3 separate regions of the Mus musculus genome follow, and regions 1 and 2 are each linked to region 3. A link is a contact called in public HiChIP or PLAC-seq and Micro-C data. All regions are on one chromosome and are shown on one strand. The core of a region is the stretch at or near the end of the contact, and the rest is flanking DNA. Distances in the headings are between cores, read along the strand shown.

The links. Hi-C and Micro-C count contacts between places; a contact is called where the count stands out from the background. HiChIP or PLAC-seq counts read pairs in DNA pulled down with a chosen protein or histone mark.
Region 1: a contact with region 3 is called in an H3K27ac HiChIP or PLAC-seq map of embryonic stem cells, with 8 read pairs. The contact joins the promoter of Ociad2 here to the enhancer-like site in region 3. A contact is called at or near these places in 3 of 39 promoter capture datasets (embryonic stem cells and macrophages), 1 of 484 Hi-C or Micro-C datasets (embryonic stem cells), 3 of 115 datasets of contacts at active chromatin or transcription factors (embryonic stem cells and pancreatic cancer cells) and 4 of 9 other capture datasets (adipose tissue, liver, macrophages and 1 more).
Region 2: a Micro-C map of the G1E-ER4 cell line shows a contact between it and region 3. The contact joins two enhancer-like sites. A contact is called at or near these places in 1 of 39 promoter capture datasets (embryonic stem cells), 1 of 15 datasets of contacts at CTCF or cohesin (the NIH/3T3 cell line), 23 of 484 Hi-C or Micro-C datasets (the BV-2 cell line, the G1E-ER4 cell line, the HL-1 cell line and 12 more), 9 of 115 datasets of contacts at active chromatin or transcription factors (T-cell acute lymphoblastic leukemia, embryonic stem cells and stem cell-derived neural progenitor cells) and 1 of 9 other capture datasets (embryonic stem cells).

The regions. Positions count from the first base shown.
Region 1 is chr5:73,336,399-73,341,407 of GRCm38.p6, forward strand. It overlaps Ociad2 (OCIA domain containing 2), which reads right to left and starts at 2,549. Exons shown (of 7, transcript NM_026950.4): 1 at 2,133-2,549.
Region 2 is chr5:73,361,664-73,366,628 of GRCm38.p6, forward strand. Gm34496 (a long non-coding RNA gene) reads left to right here. Exons shown (of 5, transcript XR_377015.2): 3 at 1,525-1,645; 4 at 1,750-1,963; 5 at 2,042-2,103. Among named protein-coding and RNA genes, the nearest start is that of Gm34583, 6.8 kb to the right of the region's middle. Within about 2 kb of position 3,053, at least 23 of the 459 cell types and tissues checked have an H3K27ac peak or open chromatin away from gene starts, as enhancers often do. A contact at or near this core is called in the G1E-ER4 cell line, where this site is marked.
Region 3 is chr5:73,208,241-73,213,280 of GRCm38.p6, forward strand. The region is part of intron 2 of Fryl (FRY like transcription coactivator); the gene reads right to left. Among named protein-coding and RNA genes, the nearest start is that of Fryl, 46 kb to the right of the region's middle. Within about 2 kb of position 1,716, at least 77 of the 459 cell types and tissues checked have an H3K27ac peak or open chromatin away from gene starts, as enhancers often do. A contact at or near this core is called in the G1E-ER4 cell line, adipose tissue and embryonic stem cells, where this site is marked.

The DNA.
Region 1 (5,009 bases), core at 1,299-3,798, 130 kb after region 3:
TAGGTCTCTTTAGTCTCTAAATCTCAATTTCTAAAGACTCCCCAATACACACCTATACATCCTGTCATGGACCCACACTAACCAACAGTGATGGGTTTTATTGTGCACATGTTTTACTGCCTACAAACTAGGTCTTTAAAATGTCTCAAAGTGTTATTAAAAGTTAATAAGTATCCAAATGTGTGCTGAGTGTCAGTGATATGCCAAGGAGGCCATGAAAGCCAAAGTAAACTCACCGTAGGAGGAGCACAGGCTAAAAGGGGGGCTACTGGTAAGTCAGCAGTTATTCACTAGGAGAAGGTCCAAGAGGCAAGAACAGGGAATAATAAAGGTCTGTCCCAGCCATCACTGTACTCCTGAGCTTTCAAGGGTTAGAGTCGGGGAGTCCGGGAGCAGGGCGGCATGTTTAGACAGCGATTAACCTGTCTAGATAAGAAACCCAAGACCCAAACTGAGATCTTTTCCAGACGCATGAAGGTGAGAGATTTGGCTTAGGAAATATTGGACTTGGGAGCTGGGGGGTAGTTGGGTACAAACCCTTTATTCAGTAAAGACTAACGTATTTGGGGATCTGGCTCTGGAATTTCCGATTAGGGAAGGCTGGAGAGATGAATTTGACAATGGCCATCATAGGGATGCACGTTAAAGCCAGGGACACACTCGTCTACAGAGAGTACTGGAAAATGTGAACACGGAACCCAAAGGAGGATTGGCGAGCGAATAAAAAGATCATTGGCCAAGGAGATGACTGTGAGGGAAGCACTGACAATCACCAGGGAAGAAGCCATCAGCCTCCATCCCAGGGCCCGGGGCTGGCAAAGATGGACATTCTCCAAGTGGACCATGAGCCTCATCTTCTTCCCTAGTCCTGGGCCCCATCGACTCTCCTACAAAACAGACAGCTCATATAGAATCGTATTTTCTACATTAGTAACTCAGTAGCAAGAAAAAGAAGCCCAGGGCCCCTCCCTGTACATTCCATCTTGGGTGCCTAGTGTTGTTGGGGAGTAACATGATGCTCTACAGTGTTAGATACTGGAGAGGGTAATAAGAGCCTGACTGTGTGCACCTGTCCCCATGAGATAGAGTCTCACTATGTCACTCTCGTTGTCCTCTAACTCCCTGTGCAGGCTAGGCTGGCCTCAAACTCCCAGAGATCTGTCTGCCACCCGAGTGCATTGTTAAAAGTCTGGAACAATGTCCTGCAACACACCAGTTTTAATTCTGACTTTCTTTGCAGGTCCTGAGAATTGGAATAAGGGATATAAAGTGTCTGGGCCTCCACTGTGTCATCTGAGACTTGGGCACAGCAGTCTTAAGCTGTGCAAGGATGGGGATGAGAAATGAAGACAGGACCAGGGCACAGTGATAGGTGTCTGAACAGTAGGGGAACAATTGTCAGAGTGGCTCTGGGCATCTTATTTTCTAGGAATTAAGACCCTAGGAAATCTTTGCCACCTATAGGCAAATTAGATGATTTTTTTTTTTTTTTTAAATTCCCAGTCAGACCCAGAGCCATCTCAAGAATCAGGAAGCAAGCAACCACACACCTCAGTGTTGGTGGGCTGGGTCTTCCAGAACCCAGTTGCTTGCTTTGAGCAAGCCTTACCTTCTGGGCACATGCGCGTGAACACACACGCACACACTCTCAGGTCTGGTGCCTGACCCAGTCTGTGGCGGGGGAGGGGAGGTTGGCCCAGAATCAGCTAGCTAGATTTAAAGGCTAGACCCTTCCAAGAAGGCTGCCTGCAAAACTCCAAGCTACACCCCTGCTTGGGGTCGCAGGAGTTGGTGGCACCTGGAGAGGAGCCAGGCAGGCAAGCGTTGGAGACTGGCTACGGCGGAGCGGCGGCGGTGCAGTCTGTGAAGGGCCTGCGCAAGTCCCCAGCACCCGGGAAGGAAAGCCAGCAGAGAAAGACACTGCCCCAGGCCACCTCTCCTGCCCGCACACCACCCTCTGTGGGCTCACAAGTGCGGGTGGGTGCTACCGAGGCGGAGCTGCGCACGCACGCGCACACACACACACACACACACACACACACACACACACACGACTGCAGACACCCCTCCCGCGCGCCGCACACGCCCACCGCCCCAACCCGAACCCCAGGGCCCCTCTCCTCTCCCCTCACCTTTTTTCTTGGCGATCTTTCCTTTCTTCCCTCCTTCCTCTTCCTTCCAGCGCTCGCTCCTCCCCGCACCTCTGCGCGTCGCTAGCTCAAGACTCAGCAAGTGCAGCCCGCCCCCACTTGCAGTCTCATTCTCTGTTGGTGACACTGGGAGAATCCAGCACTTTCCAGAAGCCCCCACTTCTCAGTCTCTTCCTAACACTTGCTATACTCTACCTCATTGTTTTTCACGTGACTCCGTCCTCCCAACAAAAACACAGGCGACTCCAACTGTTTCCCTGAACCCCCTCTCTGGGCGGATTTAAGCATTCACCTCAGAACAAAAGCACTGTGCTGCGGACAGCCGGGACAGCCCGGTAGGGTCCCCAACCCCGAGGGAGTCAATTACAGCCCACCTTGGTTCCTTAGCCTTCTTTTGCCAAGCTTTTACCCTCCCAATGGCTAGCCTATGAGGGGAAGGCACTGAGTGTGTGTGTGTGCGTGCGTGCGTGTGTGTGTGTGCGCGCGCGCGCGCGTATATCCTAGTATGTGTGACTATAAATGAGTGCCTATGTATGTGAGAATGTGCAAGTATATATGTGAACACATATGAGTATATATGTGTGTCTCTGTGTGTATGTATGTAAATATATGTTAGCATAAACCTGTGCCTATATTATGTGAGTGTGGGTAAGTGTATATATGAGCGTATACATGTATGTATGTATGTCTATGTAATTGTATGTGACTGAGTGTAAGTATATGTGTGTTAGTGCATTTGATGGTGTCTAGGAGTATGAGAGGGTGTGCATGTATGTGAGTGGTGGTGTGTGAATGCATGTATACATGTGTGAATGTGTATCTATGTAAATGTATGTGTGTGTTGTGAACAAGAATTTCCAGAAAGACGCTCTGTCTGCAGAGACTGACTGACTGACCAGTCTTGCAGTGCTGAGGGGGGAAATTTGGAAGTTGCAATTCCAGAGGCAACTTATATTTTCTAGCTTTAACCCCCACAACGGGGCTTCCTTACCCACCCCTCTGTCCAAACTAACATCCTGTGACTAACAGTTCATTTCCTGCTGCCCACAGAGATCAGAAGAGGGCATCGGGACCCCCCACCCCCACCCCCCGGAATTGGAGTTACAGATGCTTGTGAGCTGCCAAGCGGGTGCTGGGAACTGAACCCAAGTCCTCTGCAAGAACAACAGGTGCTCTTAGCCACTGTGCCATCTCTCCAGGCCCTGTCCTGGCCTTTTCTACCCTGGCCTCCAGCCTGGCTGGAAAAAGACCCTCTTCTCTTTCACACTCAGGAAAAGTTGTGTCCTCTCAGGGTACTTATCACCATAACAGTCCACTGGGGAAATGTACAGTGGAGAAAGCACCACCCCTGCTTGCTTTTAGTTGACTTTATACCCATTTCAGGAGGTCACCAAGCCCAGCAATGTGTCCTTTGGCCTTCCAGATCAGATTTCTGCTCAGCTCTATATACAGACATGTTAATCATTTAAAGATCGGTCCTCTGAAATTGGCAATACAAGATTGATTACGCCTCCACCTTCCTGCCCCCACCCTCCAGAGCTGGGTGGTTAAGAGCACTTGCCGCTCTTCCAGAGGACCAGAGTTAGGCTTGAAAGAACTTGAAACTCCACTCTAAGGGACAAGACTCCTTCCTCTGGTCTCTGTGGGCAGATGTGAGCACTTGCACACACATACACATGACTAAAATAACTTTTTTTTAAAAAAAAGATATTGCTGGTTTAGTTGATTCTCCATCCCTAGTAGACAGCGGCAGACTCTCCCTGTGGCGTTTCATTTTCCCTTGACCCAATTTGACTCTCAAATTAAAGGTAACGTAGGCCTGCTAATTTTATTTTCTGTTACCAGAAGTCAGAAATAAGCCCCTGTGGTGCTGTGGTTTTCAGAGCTGCGCTTTCTAAGTGTTCTTGCGAAGTAGATGAGCCATCTCCCTTACACCTCACACAAACCTTCAAAGTGGCATTTACCCTACACCATCTTGCTGCACTGAGTGTCGGAGTATGTGTGCCTCATTTGCATATCCACTTCCCACCAGAATGTTCCAGTAAAATGCTTTAAATAGCTAGAAATTACCCTTGGTCACACTTATAGCACAAACTCCTTAAATAGTACTTGGTTGGCTACTCTGGTACATCTGTGTGCAAGCATGTACCCCTTATAGCACAAACTCCTTTAATGAGCCTTGTTTGACCATGCTGGTACATCCGTGTGCAAGCGTGCTCGAAGTGACAAGGCACGAGGCAGTTCCACAAAGGAGTGACCTTCAATGAAACACTAGAATAAAAGAACCCCGGGCTTGGCCCTGAAAGTCTTACCCGTGGAATGAAGTCTGTGTTGGTCCTTACTTCAGCATTGTGTAGGGCCTGAGGATCATGGCTGCATAGCTGATACTCAGAGGTTAGTTTAGCATGTGCCAAGCTACTCAGGGCAGGCTCCAGTGTGAACCATCTCTGCAGTCCCGTGTTGTTTCCAGGCAACATCTAGATTCATTAGCTGGGCTTGCATGATTCAGCCCTCAGGTCCTCTGAGGGAGAGGCTGAAAGACTCATACTCCCTCCTTTCTGCTTTTTTGCTCAGCCTGGTCCAAACTTGGTCTGCTTCTTCATTCTCCTTTCATTTGTAAAAGACTCAGCCTTGAGGTCAGTTCGTGGAAAACCTATCTACAATTTAAGACACATAGGGGTGTAGTGACCAACATTCCTAATGACAGCTGCTAGGTACAATACTCGGTGCTAAACTTCCCTCCGTGATGCCTAGAGGTCTTCAGTCAGCAGTCCTTCCCCAACCTAAGCTTCTCCTAAGAGAAGGCCCTCCCCGCCCAACTCCTCCTCCCCCAACCTAGGCCCCCTTCCCCAAGACAGT
Region 2 (4,965 bases), core at 1,803-4,302, 150 kb after region 3:
TTCTATTATCTGACATATGAACATATGCCTGTTTAGCATGCTTACGTACGTAGTTGAATCTATGGAATTTGTTTCTCCTTTTATCAATCACCCTACTTCAAAAGTTTCCCCAATAAAGATATAGTCATTTGCATGTTAACTGTACTAAAAGGGCATCAGCTTAAAGCCAATGAATGTTCCTTATGAGGATCACCCAAGAAGAAAAAATCTACAAAAACAATGGGCACCATTATTTGTAGGGCACAGGGATCATGCCACCAGAGGAGCTGGCAAGGTGGAACATGTTTAAATCCCCGAAATATCAAAACTCAAGATTTAAAATCTCATCCTGGGAACAGCAAAAGTGGAACTAGCTTCCTCCCTGTTTCTGTGCGTGCCTTGGAGCTCAGCAACCCCCAATCAGGTGGTCACAGGTAGTCAGGCCTGTAGCCCAGCGCCTGGACCACCTCCCTATGCAAATGAGACGTCTTAGTTCCTTAGCTTCCAGCCAATGACCTTTTCCCTCCACGGATAGTCTCATGCCTTCCCTCAAACTATATAAACCTTAGCTCACCCCAAATAAAGTGTATGTATTCAACAATCCGCTCCCCAGGACCTTACCATTCCGGACTTTGCCCAGTCCTCTCTGAGCTGGTGTACTCAGAGACCCTGAGAGGAGAGGCAGAAGCTGGAGCTACAATTATTTATTTTAGCTGGGTGAGAATCAATGAAGGACATTAACTTATGAGATTATGCACAGATCTTTCAAATTATATTTTTTTTTTACATTTTCTTTTATGTGCGCGTGTACATTTGTGGGTGGGTATGTAAATGACGTGGCATGCGTGAGGAACAGAAAGGATCCGTGGGAGTTGTCTCTCCTTCTACCCTGTGGGTGGTGGGGGACCAAAATCAGGCCACCATGCTTGTGTGACAAGTGCTTTTACTCACTGAGCCATCTCTTGGGCTCTGTTGCTCTTTTCTGTCCCTCCCAATAGCTGGTCAATCATCCCAGATACCTGTGGTCCCTGTCAGAACTATAGCATCAGAATCAGTGGTCCTGAGGCAGGGGCATCCCTAACACGTTCTCACGGGTGTCACAAGCTTTGCTCCAGGCAAAGCCTATGAAAGCATCTAGGAGGTTTTTTTGTTTGAATTTTTTGTTATTGTTATTCCCAAATGGTGAATAAATTCTGCATCTGTTGTAAGGAGAAACTGGAGCTAGAAACTTAGGAAGTGTCTATTCAGAATCCCAGAGGGGTGAGGGAACTTGATGCGCCCTGGCTGGGTGCTTGCTGGAAGCTCCCCCACACCAGTGCTGGCTCTGAGCATACATTCTCCTGGACTTCAGCTTTGGGAATAAATTTTCCTCCCTCTGCTGCCTGCTCACGAGTGGCCTGAATATGTCACACAGATCCTGTAGTTTGAGGCTACAGAAATAGCTTCCCGGGTCTAATGACTGGCTATTTCTTGCCTTTATTGCCAGATATAATTACCTGTCTCCCATTCTGCCCAGACCGATGATTCGTGATCTGTTCTTAACAGCTGGCCAGAAAGAGCCATGAAAGGAGTATTATAGGCAAAGGCCACCGATCAAGTACAGACAATGCCCTTGACGATCGTCGTGTCTTGAGAACACAAGATGGCGAGAGGTCCTCGTGGAAAGGTTGATTTCTATCTATAGCACTGGCTGTTGGGGGTATTGACTTAACTCTACTTTTCAAATACAGAAGCAGGAGTTTTAATCCTCCCCGAACCTTCATATTCTAGAATCACACTAGCTGAGCCTGGCCTGAAAGATGACCACGTGATTGGCAGTAGTGTTCTCTGAAGCTGACTTGTTGATGTTAACTGAGTAGCTCAAGATTGGAGATGCCTTCTTTCCACTGTCCAAACTGACATACCCAGCCTGCCATGATTAGATGTGACTCGTCCCCCAAGGACATTTGGTTCCTGGCTGTCTCTGTCCTCGGAATAAATAAAGGTAGTTATCCTGGGACCCTTTTTGTTCCTGTGAGAGTGATTTGTTAGAAAAAAAGTCATGTGATCTCTCCTCTTACAGCCCCTCAAGCCATGATGCCATCTGCCATGAGACCCTCCATCGAGGCTGAAAGACTAAGGTTGACTGACCCTGGATTTCCTGCCTCAAATGCTGTGTGTTCAGTGAACCTCTTTTCTTTATACAGTTTCCAGACTTGGTTTATTTGGTATAGCAACAGAAATGGACACATATGCAGTTGTTAATTGAAATTATCATCACTGAAAATTAGTCTCTTTCAGAATGTTACTTAGTGATCTCTAAGTGATGCCCAGGTGCTTCATGGGACTATGACCTGGATCTCTGGCTATGGCCCTGTCAGTGACTGGGCCTATGAGATCCTTCTCTATTGTGTCCCCTATTGCTAATTGATCCCACTGCTACCACTGTACTTGGATGGTAGAGTTGTAGCCTAAGCTTTGAACTCTTAGTTCCCAATGTGTATATACATTTTAAGGATGCTTTTCTAGAGGTCTGAGAATAAGTCCAAGTTGAGGGCTAGCCCCAGTCTCCCTTTACCAGGCTACAGACCATTTCCTACTGAAAGTTTCCAAATACATTGGATTTGTGTCAACTGCCCCCCCCCCAGCCCTATCAAGAAAAGGGTGTTTCCTCCCTTGCCTTCTGTTTCTGCTTACTCTAGATAACCTCTTGCCTGAATGAGTCAGAGTTTGAACTGTTCACTCTTTACAAGGGACACCTTTCACAAGAGAATGGCCTGGTCCTGTGTTCTATGTTGGATAATTGTACAGTGGCCATATGAGTAATTTGGTCTCAGACACCCCCCTGTATAAAATATCAGGAGCCTGGTCTAGGTGGGAGTATTTGAATCTCAAGCTGGAATAGCCCCATCTCTTTCCATCAAGAGCTCAGCCGGGGAAGAGTGAAGATCCAGTCTTTTCTGATGTCTACATCAGGAACAGAGAAACACCCCTCTATGTAACACTTGCCAATTGTGGACATGAAAGCACTATCACCTTGCCACAGAGATCCATCCCAGGGTTGCTCAGTGACATGATGGATGTGTGGGCATCACCTGGCCGCCCCACCCTGTGCATTCTTTCTAAAGCTGAAGGCTTGCTTAGACAAGGGCATGTCCTCAGGTGGTCCCCAGGTCAGCTTCCTGGGACATAGAACAGAGCAGAAAAAAAAAAAGTCAGAGAATGGACTTGCTGGGGTAAGAGGTGACAGGACTTATGGAGACCTGGATCCCAGTCTAGGAGTTCAAGAGCAGCATCATTCAGCCAGAACTCTGATTTTCATCATTTCATTTGTCATTTTCCTCCTTGACTCTGTGTGTTCTCTGCAGCTGAGACCGCGGCAGGGATGGAGAACACAAGGACCTTCCGGGGCTGGGGAAATGAAAGCCCACACATGATGGTTCTTGAGTCCTTGAGGTGGTGAATAGCCAAACCTGTGCTTCCTGGTTTTAAGACACGGATGGCTACTGAGGAAAAGGTCTTGGGGAAATGGATGACTTTCATTTTGAATACTGGAGAGCAGTTGGAGAATGGCACAATGGAAAGAATTGAGTGTTTTGTTTTCCCCAGAATAACCACTAGCCCAGAACTGTCCAGATTGGAGGACCACCCCCGACATAAATAGAAAGTCAAGAGTTGCATGCTCCATGTCTAAGACTCAGGAATTATAATCAGCCATTCCCACAAACTTGCCCCCGTATTCAATTTGGTCTATGCCCCCTCCAACTGTTGTCCTGACGGCCTAGAGATCGAGGAATTTTTTTCCCTGTCCTTTTGCTTCCTCCTCCCAGGCTCACTGTAGGTAGCTCTGATCTGCTGGGCTGGGCAGGTGAGGAGAGGATCTGGGTTCAGACTCCTGTGGGTGAATCCACTTACCTGGACCTGGACCAGAAGCTGACCATGGCTGCTCTTCCTGGGGGAGGTCTCAGTTCTCAGCACTCACACCGTAGAGACAGGATTTCACTGGCCAGCTGCTTTGGGAAACCCCACTGGCTGGCTTTCCGACCTTCACTTGGAGAACTCGGAATCTCTATTAGTATATTAGGAAAGGTTCTGCTAGATCACGCTGTAGGAACCTCTGCTTTCCTTTGTCCAATTCAACACTTTCCCATTGGAGCATCTGGCTGGGGACCCTTTCTTTAATTCCTTAGACTCCAGAAGGACCCCAGGCACCCAGGTTCTCCAGCACATTTAGAAATTGCTGCCATCACCGGGCGGTGGTGGCGCACGCCTTTAATCCCAGCACTCGGGAGGCAGAGACAGGCGGATTTCTGAGTTCGAGACCAGCCTGGTCTACAAAGTGAGTTCCAGGACAGCCAAGACTATACAGAGAAACCCTGTCTCAAAAAACCAAAAAAAAAAAAAAAAAAAAAAAAAAAAAAGAAAGAAAGAAAGAAATTGCTGCCTTGGGGGAGGAGTTCAAAAATTGCTGTAGCTCATGACGCATTGTCTCTGGTTCATACAAGACACCGCTCTCCATTAGCTTACACGTTTAGTCCATTTACCCATCATTATGGTGGGCACAATATGCTAAGACTCATCCCAGTTTTAGGGTTTGTCCTGGGTAGGCTTTTGGTTAACAACATAAGTTGGGAACGTCTGGGAAGAAGAAAACTCAACTGAAAAAATGTTCTCATTAGATTGGCCTGCCTGAAGGCAAGCCTGTAGGGTAGGGTTCTCGATAGATATCTCACCTTTCACAGGGGTCACCTGAGACCATCAGACACTGCAGATATTTGCATTGCAATTCATAAGGGGAGCAAAGTTGCAGCTATGAAGTAGCAATGACAATAATTTTATGGTTGGGGTCACCACAACATGAGGAGCTGTCTTCAAGGACTACAACACCAGGAAAGCTGAGAACCATTATTCTAGGGCATTTTCTTGATTAACAATTGATGTGGAAAGCCCAGTTCACTGTGGGCAGTGCCACCCCTGGGCAGGTGGTCCTGGAGTTTATAGGAAAGT
Region 3 (5,040 bases), core at 466-2,965:
GGGGGCAACTCTAAAGCCCTGATCGGACTCAGTCTCCCTTTCTAAATGTGAATTGCTGCTCCTAACCAAAACAGGCTTTTAAGTCATAGACTATTGCTGAGTGCATACCTCTGATCCCAGCAGGAGCCAGAAGCAGGTGGATCTCTGTGGGTTTGAGGTCAGCCTGGTCTACAAAGTGAGTTCCAGGACAGCCAGGACTACACAGAGAAACCCTGTCTCGAAAAAAAAAATAATAAATAAAAAATAAATAAACAAATAAAAAGTTTGCATTGGTGAAAGAATGAAAGAAGGACGGGAGGGGAGGGGAGGGGAGGGGAGGGGAGGGGAGGGGAGGGGAGGGGAGGGGAGGGGAGGGGAGAATAACAGGATGCCCTATAGATGGTGAGTGTGGGGGTAGGGAGGTGGAGGGAGTGTTAGATATCAAGGGTTGTTAAAGCAGAAATGTATCTTCACAGCTGGGAATATAGCTCCGTTGGCAGAACACTTGCCAGAACGCACAGAGTCCCTAGCTTGATTTGATCCCCAGGACCACACATGTTGGTACCCACACACAAACCAGCATCTGAGAGGTGGAGACTTGGGACTCCGTCATCCCTGGCCACATCAAGGTCAAACAGGCTGCCTGAGAATCTGTCTTCTTCTTAAGGACATCTCTAAACTGCCTACTGCTGTGGCCTTCCCACCAGCCAGGAGCAGTGTGTCTCTCCAACAGAGCTCCCAGAATCTATACAATGAGTGCCAGTTAGCGGCAGGAGCCACCTTCAAGGGGTCTACGGACAAAAGATCGATAGGCATGTGTTTTAGGCGCTCTGGCAGAAGTCTTTGAGAGGAGACAGCCTTCTCCACACAGAGACTAACTTCGGAAACAACTTAGAGCTCCAAATGCTTCTTGCTTCTGTGTGCAGAGCTGAGGATGAGACTAATTCTTCAAGTCCTTGAAGAGTTCACAGATGCATACAATTAATTTTGACCGTATTCGCTTCCCAGTCCTTCCCTTAACTCCTCCCACATTCATCTCCCACTCCAAGAGGCTGATTCTTTAAAGGCCTTTTAAGTTACATAGTCAAGCTCAATAAACAGTACCACCTCACTGTAAGTCTCCCCAGCACAGCCCCCCAGGGTGCCTGGACCTAGAGCCAGAGGCTATCATGTACCCAGGTTACATAACGACTGTTGGCTCTGCCCTCTGAAGTGGCTGTGTGCTGCTGCCTCCTCCCCACGTTTATGAAAGAAAGGATTGTGCTGAGTACAGATTAGCGGTTCCTCCCTAGAAATTTGTAAAAGATAATCAGTAATTTATTCAGATCAACATCCCCTACACAGAAAATAACGAATTTCAAAGTTAGTAACAAAACATTCCGAGTTGATTTGGTCACTACATTTGACCATATAGAGAAAAAAAAAAAAAAAAAAAAAAAACATGCCACAAAACTGAATTCTCCTCTTACAGAGCACAACCCGTAACTGGGAGAACCCCCACCCCACCCCTGAATGGAAGTCAGCAACACCCCTCCGACTCCGCCCTTCACGGTGGCTAACTTTGGTCTAAGAAAGCTACAAATACAGGAGTGGAGAATTCAGAGTTGGTTCACTGCACCCTAAGAAATGACACCCTAGAAATTCAAGCTAATTAAGAGCACAACAAGAAAACCAGCACCTGTCACCGACAGCCCACTAGGCGGGACGAGCTGCGGCTGGCGCTCCACACGCACGCCTTCATTTTAATCCAGCTAACCACAACCTTTGCACATGTTCAACTTTACAGACAGGGGAACTGAGAGAAAGAACACTGGTGAATGACCCTGAAATACTGAACGTCTGGCTCTCTTAACAGAATACGCTGCTGGGTGGATTTACATCACATTCTGTGACCCCAATACGTTCTCGTGTGATCAGAACTCTCAAAACCAAAGAAACTAAAAGAACCCATGCTGTGACCGGCGAGTCAGAGATGACTTTATATTTCACAGACTAAATCCAATCCTTGTTGTTGAGATCTAATTATTCAAGTCTGGTGGACCAACGTTGTCATGAAGGGAAGCGGCCGTGGCATTTCAGCCATGATTCTTAAATGTGAGCTCCAGTCTACAGCACATGCTTTCTGAAGAAGGCCACTAACAGCCTCAACACCGTGACTGTCCACACGTCGGCTGCGTCCACCTTGGAGGGTGGGCCTGGCTAGCCCTGGAGGGATCAGCTGTCGTCGCTGTGGCTTATATGAAAACCTGTCCACTCGAGTCATCTTCTGTGGACCCCTCTGCCTTACTCCACGCTCAGTGTTGAGACACTATTTGGTCCTTGGCTCAGTGTCCTAAAATTCAGTCATCTGAATAAACGCCTCGAGTGTGGTCTCTGGACCAGCTTCACTTCTGGGCTTACGTTGCTCTTCTCACTGAGGATTTTGACATACCCTGGAATCAGTAGGCAAAATTAAATATTAACTGGAAGATGTATTGGAGAAATGTGAGCCGTAAAGCAATGCTGTTGAGGCCTTCTGGAAACTGGGCGCCAGGAGCAGAGGAGAGCATGGGAGCAGCCCATCCGACCATCAAGCCACACCCTACACGGAGGGCAGGCAAATGTGAAACTAGAACTGGGGTCTCCCTGCAGAGTGTGCCCTGGAGTGTATGACTCACCCGGTTCTCAGACCATCCTTCTAGACCTCGCTGTGGGAGAACATTCTACAATGTGTAAATGAGGTTGTTGGGAAAACAAGAAACAAAAGCCATCTTTTTAATAGGCCGTGCTTCTGAAGTCACACTGTGATTGTACTAAAAACTAATTCGGGTGTGGCTCTATAAATGGGGGGCAGAGAGGAGACTTGGAGAGGGCCAAGGGAGGACCTGACTCATGTCTCCCACCTTGGCAGGTTTCTTCGGCATGGCTGCCAGTTACACAAGCCCTACCTGGAGTGCAATCTCGTTGATCTTACTCGTGAAGCCTTTACAAACCCATCGAACCAGGAGCTACACAGCATTTGTCAGCTTTGTAGACTTGCCATTTTCTAAAGAAAAACTTCCTTTATCACTCTAAACCATAAGCAATATTAGTGGGGATCAGCAGCACATGGGAATTTGTTTCTTACCTATGGACACCTAATGTTTCAAAATCATTTTTGAAAACTCTAAAATCCTATTCCCAGAAGCTAAGTCTCAAAAATCCTAATTTCATCTTAAGCAAAGTTCATTATAAAACTTCCATTATAATGTTTGACCTTAATATAAGCAAGATACTACTGCTAACGTCAGAATGTTTAAAACACTGTAATATGTCCTTTTGCTTTTTTAAAGGGTTTAAAAGGTTTCTGCTTTCCTACATCTCAGATCCCAAAAATAAACCCATCTGGTAAGGAACCAAAATTTTCATAACCACACATCCCCTTCATTACATCCAGAAAGACTAACAGACAAAAAGCAGTTCTTTAATTCAATAGGTAGGCCAAAGCAACGAAAAGGTTAATATCTGAAAACTCTTACGTAAAAGAAAATCAGCAAACGTCACCCCTCAACAAAAAAAATTTCCATTATGAGTCCAGAAAAATGGCCTCATCAGACACAGCTGTCATCAGTGGCCCGGTTAGGGAATACTAAGACACGACAATGCAGTCAAAGCAGCAGACTCATTCAGAAGAAGAAAGAGGGGGAAAGGAGACAAGGAGAGGACTAAGGTGTGAATGAGCAGAAACCGAGAAGGGTTTTTTCTTTTTAAACAAAAAATAAAGTCATTTTGCAGGCTATCACTAACGAGCAACCGTCCCATCTTGTCACAGAAGAAACATTGCTGACTGGCCCTGATATACAAACAAAATCCCGCTTGAGGGCCGAGTAAACCTGCCTTACTAATACGCAAAGGATCACTGTTAATCTAGAAATCAGTCGGGAGGGTGATCCTTCCGATGCCGTCCTAGGGCCGGGAAAAGCACAGGTTCATGCCAATACGCTCCGTCCTTATGGCTTTATTGGTCACTCTCTGCCACGTGAAAACTGAACACCTAGTGTTCTGGCTTCCCCAGAACGCGGATACTGCCTGCCATACACACACACTTTTGTCAAAGCTGTGTGGAGAGACAGGCGTTATTTAATGTGTGCTGAAGTGTATGTAAAGATGGCTTCAAAAGGCAAGTAAGGCTTTTCGGTGGAATAAGGTCACTTCTGGAAGGTTCTACTCAAGGTGCCTGCGGCACTACACCTGAGATTTGTCTCCTCTTAAAGAGACTCCCCTGGACGCACCCCCTCCTAACCCCACGAGACTCACCAGAATTCTTACCAGTTCTGAAATGAGAAATACGCAGTTCTTCTGACTCCACATCAACCCATGGCTGCTGAGACTGTGGTAAAATCTTAGAGTTGGCGGTAGCAACAAAGGAAAACAGGGTTATGTAGGTCAAAAATAAATCAATCTGACTGACGGGGATTGTAAGCGGATTAGGGGAATAACGGTTAGGAGTGAGCCTCTAAGCAACAAGGGGAGAGGGGGTGGACAGATATGTCAAGATGGAAGACTAGGCTGAGGAGATGCTGGGAAGGAAGGAAAACACTATGGTTGCTTGGCTGAGCCCAAGAAGGGAGCACCGGGAACCTAAGATACTGGGACGCCTGGTTCCCAGGCAAAACATCACTCGTCCTCAGTGAAGCTGCTGAGAGAGGAAGCACCAGAGAACAGGCTTTTGTTGTTATGTTTTTGGTTTGTTATTATTTTTTTAAAAACAGAGCCTCAAGTTGGGCAGCCTGGTTTGGAACTTCTGATCTTCCCGTCTCCGCTGGGATTAATTACGGAGGTGCACTACTAGGCCCTGTCTATGTCAGGCTGGGGTCGAACGCAGAGCACACCACACATGCCCTCTACCAGTGAGCTACAGCACCCGCGAGTAAGTGATCTGCCATCTCTAAGTTCGCTTTTGAAGCCCCTTAGTGGGTAAAACAGGGTGGAACGTTTGTTTTTCTATCGGACCAGAATAGGGAGAACTTTCTGAAGACCACAGACGTAAAGATACAAGGAATGGGTTTGGTCCTGAGATGGAACTAAGATAACGTCACAAGT